Regions from separate parts of the Hordeum vulgare genome. Here region 1 is linked to region 2. Evidence: chromatin contacts called from public Hi-C data. All regions are on one chromosome and are shown on one strand. Each heading gives the region's core, a stretch centred on a gene start, on an enhancer-like site or on the middle of the called end of the contact. The rest is flanking DNA. Distances are from core to core; before and after follow the strand shown.

Evidence for each region. Hi-C and Micro-C count contacts between places; a contact is called where the count stands out from the background.
Region 1: a contact with region 2 is called in a Hi-C map of seedling, with 2.4 times the contacts expected there. The contact joins the promoter of LOC123448914 here to the promoter of LOC123448911 in region 2. A contact is called at or near these places in 2 of 6 Hi-C or Micro-C datasets (leaf and seedling).

The regions. Positions count from the first base shown.
Region 1 is chr4H:451,334,119-451,337,769 of MorexV3_pseudomolecules_assembly, reverse strand. It overlaps LOC123448914, which reads left to right and starts at 1,645. Exons shown (of 11, transcript XM_045125953.1): 1 at 1,645-1,889; 2 at 2,757-3,651. The coding sequence starts at 1,800.
Region 2 is chr4H:450,879,692-450,882,997 of MorexV3_pseudomolecules_assembly, reverse strand. LOC123448911 (asparagine synthetase [glutamine-hydrolyzing] 1) reads left to right here and starts at 1,647. Exons shown (of 12, transcript XM_045125950.1): 1 at 1,647-1,829; 2 at 2,253-2,391; 3 at 2,514-2,612; 4 at 2,738-2,879; 5 at 2,963-3,153; 6 at 3,292-3,306. The coding sequence starts at 1,750.

The DNA.
Region 1 (3,651 bases), core at 396-2,895, 450 kb before region 2:
ACCCCAGTTCTTCAAAGTTAGGACGCACAGTAACACCATGAATGATGTAGTTCCTCCCCATGTGCAATGTAAGATTGAATCTATTCACTAAATCTTTTCCAGATACAATAGCTTTAATTTTGGCACCCTTAGAATTGTTTAAAAAAATGTTAGATGATGGTAACCATATGTTTATTTTAACAATCCGACATGCTGGAGACTTGCAGTTTTGTCCATAAGAATGAAGTGAAGGTTATCACCACTTTGATTAACCAGGAATTTGACATTTACCTTCACACATATGCTACAAATTCTGAATGTATCAGAATATTCGAGGTTGTCAAAATATATGAAATCTATATCAAATAGCTTAAATTAGCAAACATGGTTTTTCCATTTCTTCAAAATATGAGAAGGCATGTTAAACTTACCTAGGCTTCACTGGTTTTTTTGTGCAGGTTGCAAATGTCCGCTGACATCTAAGATTAGTTGGCGCCATCTAATACAGTTTATCAAAATATGTCATGTTTAAACTAGAAGCAACACAGTGACAATAAGAAATAATAACTAATCAACCAAATTATAACACACATATTATCAATTGTTGAAGTATATGCACATTTAAATGTGATAAAAAAACAGCGCGTAAGTGTGCAGCCAACCAGCCCGCCCTCGAGTCATGACTCGCGCGGGGTGCGTTGCCTCTTGTATGAAAAATAAAAAAGGCCCTTCTTTTTATTCTCTTTCACCATGTTCCCCGATGAAGTTCATCACCATCTTGGCAATTCGTCCAAGACAGGGAGGAGTGAGCTGATATGATACCCGTTCGAGCCCATACAGAGAGGGAGGGATGGTCAAGGTGGCGGTCCTTCCCCTTCTTTCTCCAAAAGAAAGGACGGCCCTTCGGCATTTAGCTTCACAGCAGCGGTTGGCGCACTCACGTGTTGCACACCTGCGTTATCTTTGGACGATTCTCCAAGTAAAGACGAGGCTGCAGCTAAGATCAGGTACTGTTCGCTCCGAGCCGTGCGCAGATGCTATACTGGCTGTGCCTCACGCCAACCTACTAGTAACGCTCCAAATTTGTCTCAAGAAATAATTCCTCGTACCAAAATAAATATCGTCGATCCAGTATAAAATTTATACTAACCTAATACAATTTTTGTGATACTTATTCTGAAACGAAGCAAGTATTTTAAAGACTAAACAAGTTGAGTTCTTGTGTGTGAGCTGAGCTCGATGACGGCCATTCACACGCCCTCGCTGCAGCGGCGGGACAAAGGCCAGTGGAAACCCAAGGACGGGCGGGGCGACCTTAAACCCTGCAGTAAACATCACACGCAACGCATTCCCAAATATCCCAGCTTTCACTCCCAGGATCAAAACACAGTAAAGTCTGTCATCTACTTGCCAAAACGGAAGGAAACTGGAAGACAAAGATATCGGTATACTGTACATGCAAACGCTACGACTTGCCTAAAATCCTGTGACCAAATCACCGCCTTTTTTTTTTTTGGCAAGTGTTACATCTTCACAAACCTCATTAACTGCCAAGACTCAAATAGCAAATCAAGGGCGGATTTTCTTGCCGTAATATAAGTGAATTACCGGGCTATTAACGCCGGCGTTAATTACCCAATACTAGCAGCACCGGCCGAGTGCTGTAAAAATAACCCCTCCATTAAACCCGTCCCCTCCTCCTCCTCCTCTGTATCCACCTCCCCCCACCTGGATTCCGCCTCCTCCCCCTCCCCCAACCACCGCCGCCGCCGCCCGGCTCTCGAATCCGAGGCCGTCCGTCGCCGCTCGCGGCGCCCGCAATGCCGCGGGGGATCCCGAAGCGGAGGCGCCAGCCGTCCCCTGTCGCCGCCGCGGGGGAGCGGAAGCTTCTTCCGGGCGACCACGTCGAGGTCAGCCAAGTCGAAATCCGCACCGCCGTCATCGCCGGGCGGGCCACGCATTGCTCCTGCGCGCCTGGCTCGCCTGGGTTTGACCTCCCGTGTCTCCCCTGTAGTCTAGTCTAGTGTGGTTGGCTCTGAACAGAGTCCCGCCTTCGTCAGATGACCTGTGCTAATGTGGTTAGTTTCGGTAGAACGCGCCGGTGATTGCTGTTTTGCGCGATAATCGTGTGCAGATGGGAGCTATTGAGCTGGCATCTGTCTAAATGATTTAAGACTGTCGGCACAAATAGCATGTTTGGGTCAATCTGCGATGAACTTCTTGTTAAGTAATCGCGTTAGTCAGTGCATGGTTGCGCCTGCATGTGTGCCAGTCGCCTAATCAGTCTGCCGATGTAGTGACATGCTAAAAGATCCTTGCTTTGTTGGTATACCCGCCTGGAAAATTGTTCTGAATCATGGGTTCGTGGTTAGTGCTCGACTGACTGAATGTTATTATTGGCCTCTCATCCAAGTGTCATTTTGCAGTAGCATTTTTCTTGATTGTTTTGCTGTCTCGCGCACACCAAGTATCCTTCTTTGTCGAGTGCCAGTGCTTGAAATGTGTAGAATTGTATTGGTTTAGTAGGAACGCAAAAGAAAAATAGGAAGTGAGGCGTTATTTCGCACGCACCTAATGAGTGTACTTTGTCCATGAACCATGGTCAACCAATGGCATCATCTGTAAAATGTCCTTCCTACGGATTCATTGTTATCATTTATCACCACTACCGATGCGTGTTGGAAATGTTACTATCCTTTTTTCTTTTGCAATCTCACTATGAAAACTCTCATACTTGTGAATGTGAGTAGATTCACTGATATATTTCTGTTCCGCAGGTCTTCAGTTTTGATCGAGGGCTATGCGGATCATGGCACCAGGCTGTTGTAATTGAAACTTTGGACAACTTCCGCTCTGTAAGATATGTCGATTTTGTTGATGACAATGATGGCGGGTCACCTCTTATTGAGAGAGTTGAGGTGTCAGATGCTATCGATGGCAAGTCAAGTGCGGCTCAGGGATCCACTCGTGGAAAAATAAGACCCGTGCATCCACATCAACCGCTGCAGATATCTGATGCAAGCTATGGACTGTGGGTTGATGCACTAGTGGAAGGATCCTACTGGGAGGGTGTCATTGCTGATCACGCTGAAGGCTCCATGCAGAGGAAGGTCTTTTTTCCTGATGAAGGTGATGAACGCATTATGGCAGTCGATCAGCTACGCCGTACTCAGGACTGGGATGAAGTTACTGGAACATGGAAACCGCGCGGAATCTGGTCGTTTCTCCAAATGCTTATGTCACATGAAGAGAAAGCTGGTTTACCTGTATCAGTCAGGCAGATATGGTATGACCTGAGATCAATTCTTTCCTTGACGTCAGGAGACAATATGTGGATGTGTGGAACAGAATCTTTTTGGGAGGGATCACTTGCAGCCCTTATTGCAGAATTACAGTCTGTATGTGACAGACCTCCCCAAGATGGAAATCAAACAAGAGATTCTTGTAGATCAGCAGAAACTTCAACATCTGCTGCCTTTCAAAATAAGAATGTTGAGCCCATTGTCTCGGATAAGCTGGATTCCACATCAGCTGCTATCTGCCGGACCATGTTAGAATTCATCTCATACTATCGCAACAATGACAGGATAAGTGCTCGTGCCAAACGGGAGTCTGCAAAGTGCTATCTTAAATCAGTAGGGTGGACCTTTGTAGATGATAGAGCTAAGAACA
Region 2 (3,306 bases), core at 398-2,897:
TTGAGCAAGTGGAATGTATCGTCCCCAAGCTCTTGGCGGCGGCCGGGCAAGTGTGTCGCGGTCCCATGCCCTTCCGCCGATGAAAGGATGATGACGACAACAACACGAACGGCAATGGTGGGCGACCGGCCACGCGTACGAGGTCGTCGTCCTTTAAAAACCAGCCTCCTATTTTTTATTTTCTTGTTAAACGGTCAAAATGTTGTTTGTTTTATGTATGTTACGTTCCTACTATGCTGAAGTCCGTCATGTTTGATAAAAATAATTAATTTAAGTTTATGTTGAAATTTGCTTTGGATGGCCGGCTGCCACACGAGTGTCCATATGGTGTGCGATTTGAAGGTGAGGGTTGAAGATATCCTAATATATTTGATTTCAGATGAGGCATAGTCTCCCTAAATCGAAAAAAGTAAGTGACAAATTTGTAATGTAGTACAATCCCTCTTTTATGGGCTAGATTTGTCTTCAGTTCCAGGCAATGTATCACCTAGCGTTGATACCTCACGGGAGGGAAAACTCAAAAGAGGAGAGGATACCAATAGTTGCCGCGTCATTGCGCGAGTATAACACAGTTTCTTTTGTCAGTTTTATAAATCGAGAGAGAATCAAAACTCTTGTTTTTTACACCTAGAGAACAGTCTGTTTCTGGTTCTGGTTCCTTCACACTTTCACTCCGGTGGGCCTAACGACATGAGTAAACCTGGTCACGAACCGAATTAAGTTGCTCATTGGCCATTCCATATAATCTAGCTAGACAAAGAAGAGGTAAAAGGGGATTGTGTATGTTTCATGCCAATCACCATCTATTAAGCGTGAGATGATAAGGGGTTTATGTACAACATAAATAAAGCTACATAAAAGCTTACAGTTCTAAGATAATAAAAATGTGTGTTATCCTAAACAAGAAAATAAACATAAATAATAAGGTAGCTAGGAGTAGATTTAGGGGAAACACTATTGTGCTGACATTCTCTAGGAAGACATGGCAAAACGAAGATTATCATGGCAATTTCTATTGTTCAAAGGATGACAAATTTGTTCAGCAAGCACGGCAAAATCCTGGCAAAAATGAACTGGACAGATTTGTCATGCTTGGTAAGGAAATTTGCCATCCATGATCAATACAACCAAACACCATAAGAATCGTTTAAAGATTGCTAGGAGTGAAAAAACAACCAGGGGCGGATTCATCGAATCTTGGCAGCATCAGAAAACGTCCGCGTTCAGAAATAGAAATGAACACCCCTGAATATGTTAATCACATCCGAGATGCTCCCAATAATGGCGTCGTTGGCATCACCCATCACACCACACGAGGGGGAAAAAAGCCTAAACCAGGCACACCGCGGCAAAGCAAAGCAAAGCGAAGCACAGCCGGCCGTTGGTGAATCCGGCCTCCGGGGCCCTCGCAGCCGCCGTGGATCGTAGATCCGACGGCACCCACCGGCGCTGACGCGGGCGGCGGGGCCCACGCTGACTCGGCGACGCTGCATCCGGGAGGGGATAAACTCCCGCCGCGCACGGAACCCTCCCAACCGACAGCCGCCACGTGTCCCCGCAGGGAGGAGAGGAGAGCAGACGCGAGGCCCCGGAGCCGCGCGGATCGGCTATAAATACGGCGCGCGCATCCGCTAATTCCCGCATCTCTCTCTCTCTCTCTCTCTCAACACGAGCATCATTCACTCCTCCTTCCTCTTCTTCAACCTCATCCGCCCCCCGAACCCCGCGTCGTCCGTCGCCGCGTCCACCATGTGTGGGATTCTGGCCGTCCTCGGCTGCGCCGACTCGTCGCAGGCTAAGAGGGCTCGCGTCCTCTCGTGCTCCCGCAGGCAAGCACCTGCCCATGCATCTCCTGCCCCCTCTTCAAATCCCTAGCCTCCGGCTCTAATGCCCGCCCGTGGGTGCCGTTGACATGATCTTGAGGTTCTTGCGTCGATCCTCATGAAAACAAAAATGTCGTTGATAATATGTGTAGATACCTTTTACAATTGTTCTTCAACTTGCCAGAAAGAACCTAAGCAGGATCGTCCAATTCCTGTTTTGTCCTCGTTTGCGTTTCTTGTCGTTTTTGCATATATGTGCCCTGAAAGAATCGAACAGTAAGGGCAGATCTGAAAGCCAGCACAGGAATCTTCCTCTTCCTTAAGCCTAAGCCCCCTCCGCTTACTTGTTATCTGATGATTGCTCTGTTCGCGGCACGGCTTGTGGTGGATTTTGACGTACGTGTTGGGCTCGGTATGATGACGATGCAGGCTGAAGCACAGGGGACCGGACTGGTCCGGGCTGTTCCAGTGCGAGGGCAACTTCCTGGCGCAGCAGCGGCTCGCTGTCGTCTCCCCGCTCTCCGGTGACCAGCCCCTCTACAACGAGGACCGTACCGTCGTCGTCGTGGTATGCATATATGTGTGCTCTTCCTTGTACCTGTACGCGTCGTCTGTTTGCCACGTCGTGCGAGTAGACTCTTCTCTCTTCTCCATCGCCTATCGTTTTCTAACTGTTCGTTGATGAAAAAGGCCAATGGAGAAATCTACAACCACAAGAAGATCCGGAAGCAGTTCGCCGCCAAGCACACCTTCACCACCGGCAGCGACTGCGAGGTCATAATCCCTCTGGTAAGCGAGATTGTTCCGGTTTCCAGCGGCCGAATTTAGGTTCGAAATTGTAAAGAAAAAAAAGCAAGAAAACAAAACTGAATACTGACGCCGACCCTCATCTCTGCTCCTGCTGCTGTCTCAAGTATGAGGAGTACGGCGAGAACTTCGTCAACATGCTGGACGGAGTCTTCTCCTTCGTACTGTACGACACCCGCAACAAGACGTACATGGCAGCACGCGACGCCGTCGGCGTCAACCCCCTCTACTTCGGCCGAGGCAGCGACGGTACGCCAGTTTCAACCGTCAGTCCGTCACCACGGATTCTTCACGTCTGGACTGGGACTTATTTGTCTTGTGTGCTTTCACAGGCTCCGTCTGGATTGCGTCTGAGATGAAGGCGCTCCACGAGGACTGCCCAACGTTCGAGCTCTTCCCTCCGGGGAACCTGTACTCGAGCGCCGCCGGAGGGTTCCGGCGGTGGTACAACCCACAGTGGTTCGCCGAGCACGTCCCGGCGACGCCGTACCAGCCCCTCGTCCTCAGGGAGGCATTCGAGAAGGTGCATACCACGCTGACCGGAGTACCACGCGATAATTGCTTGAGTTTTATCTTTTGTGTACGGTAGGTAGGTAGTGTGATGGTGATGGTGACTGACAGTGGAATCGACCATGTCCATGTGTGCTGTTTTGTTTTGTAGGCCGTCATCAAGAGG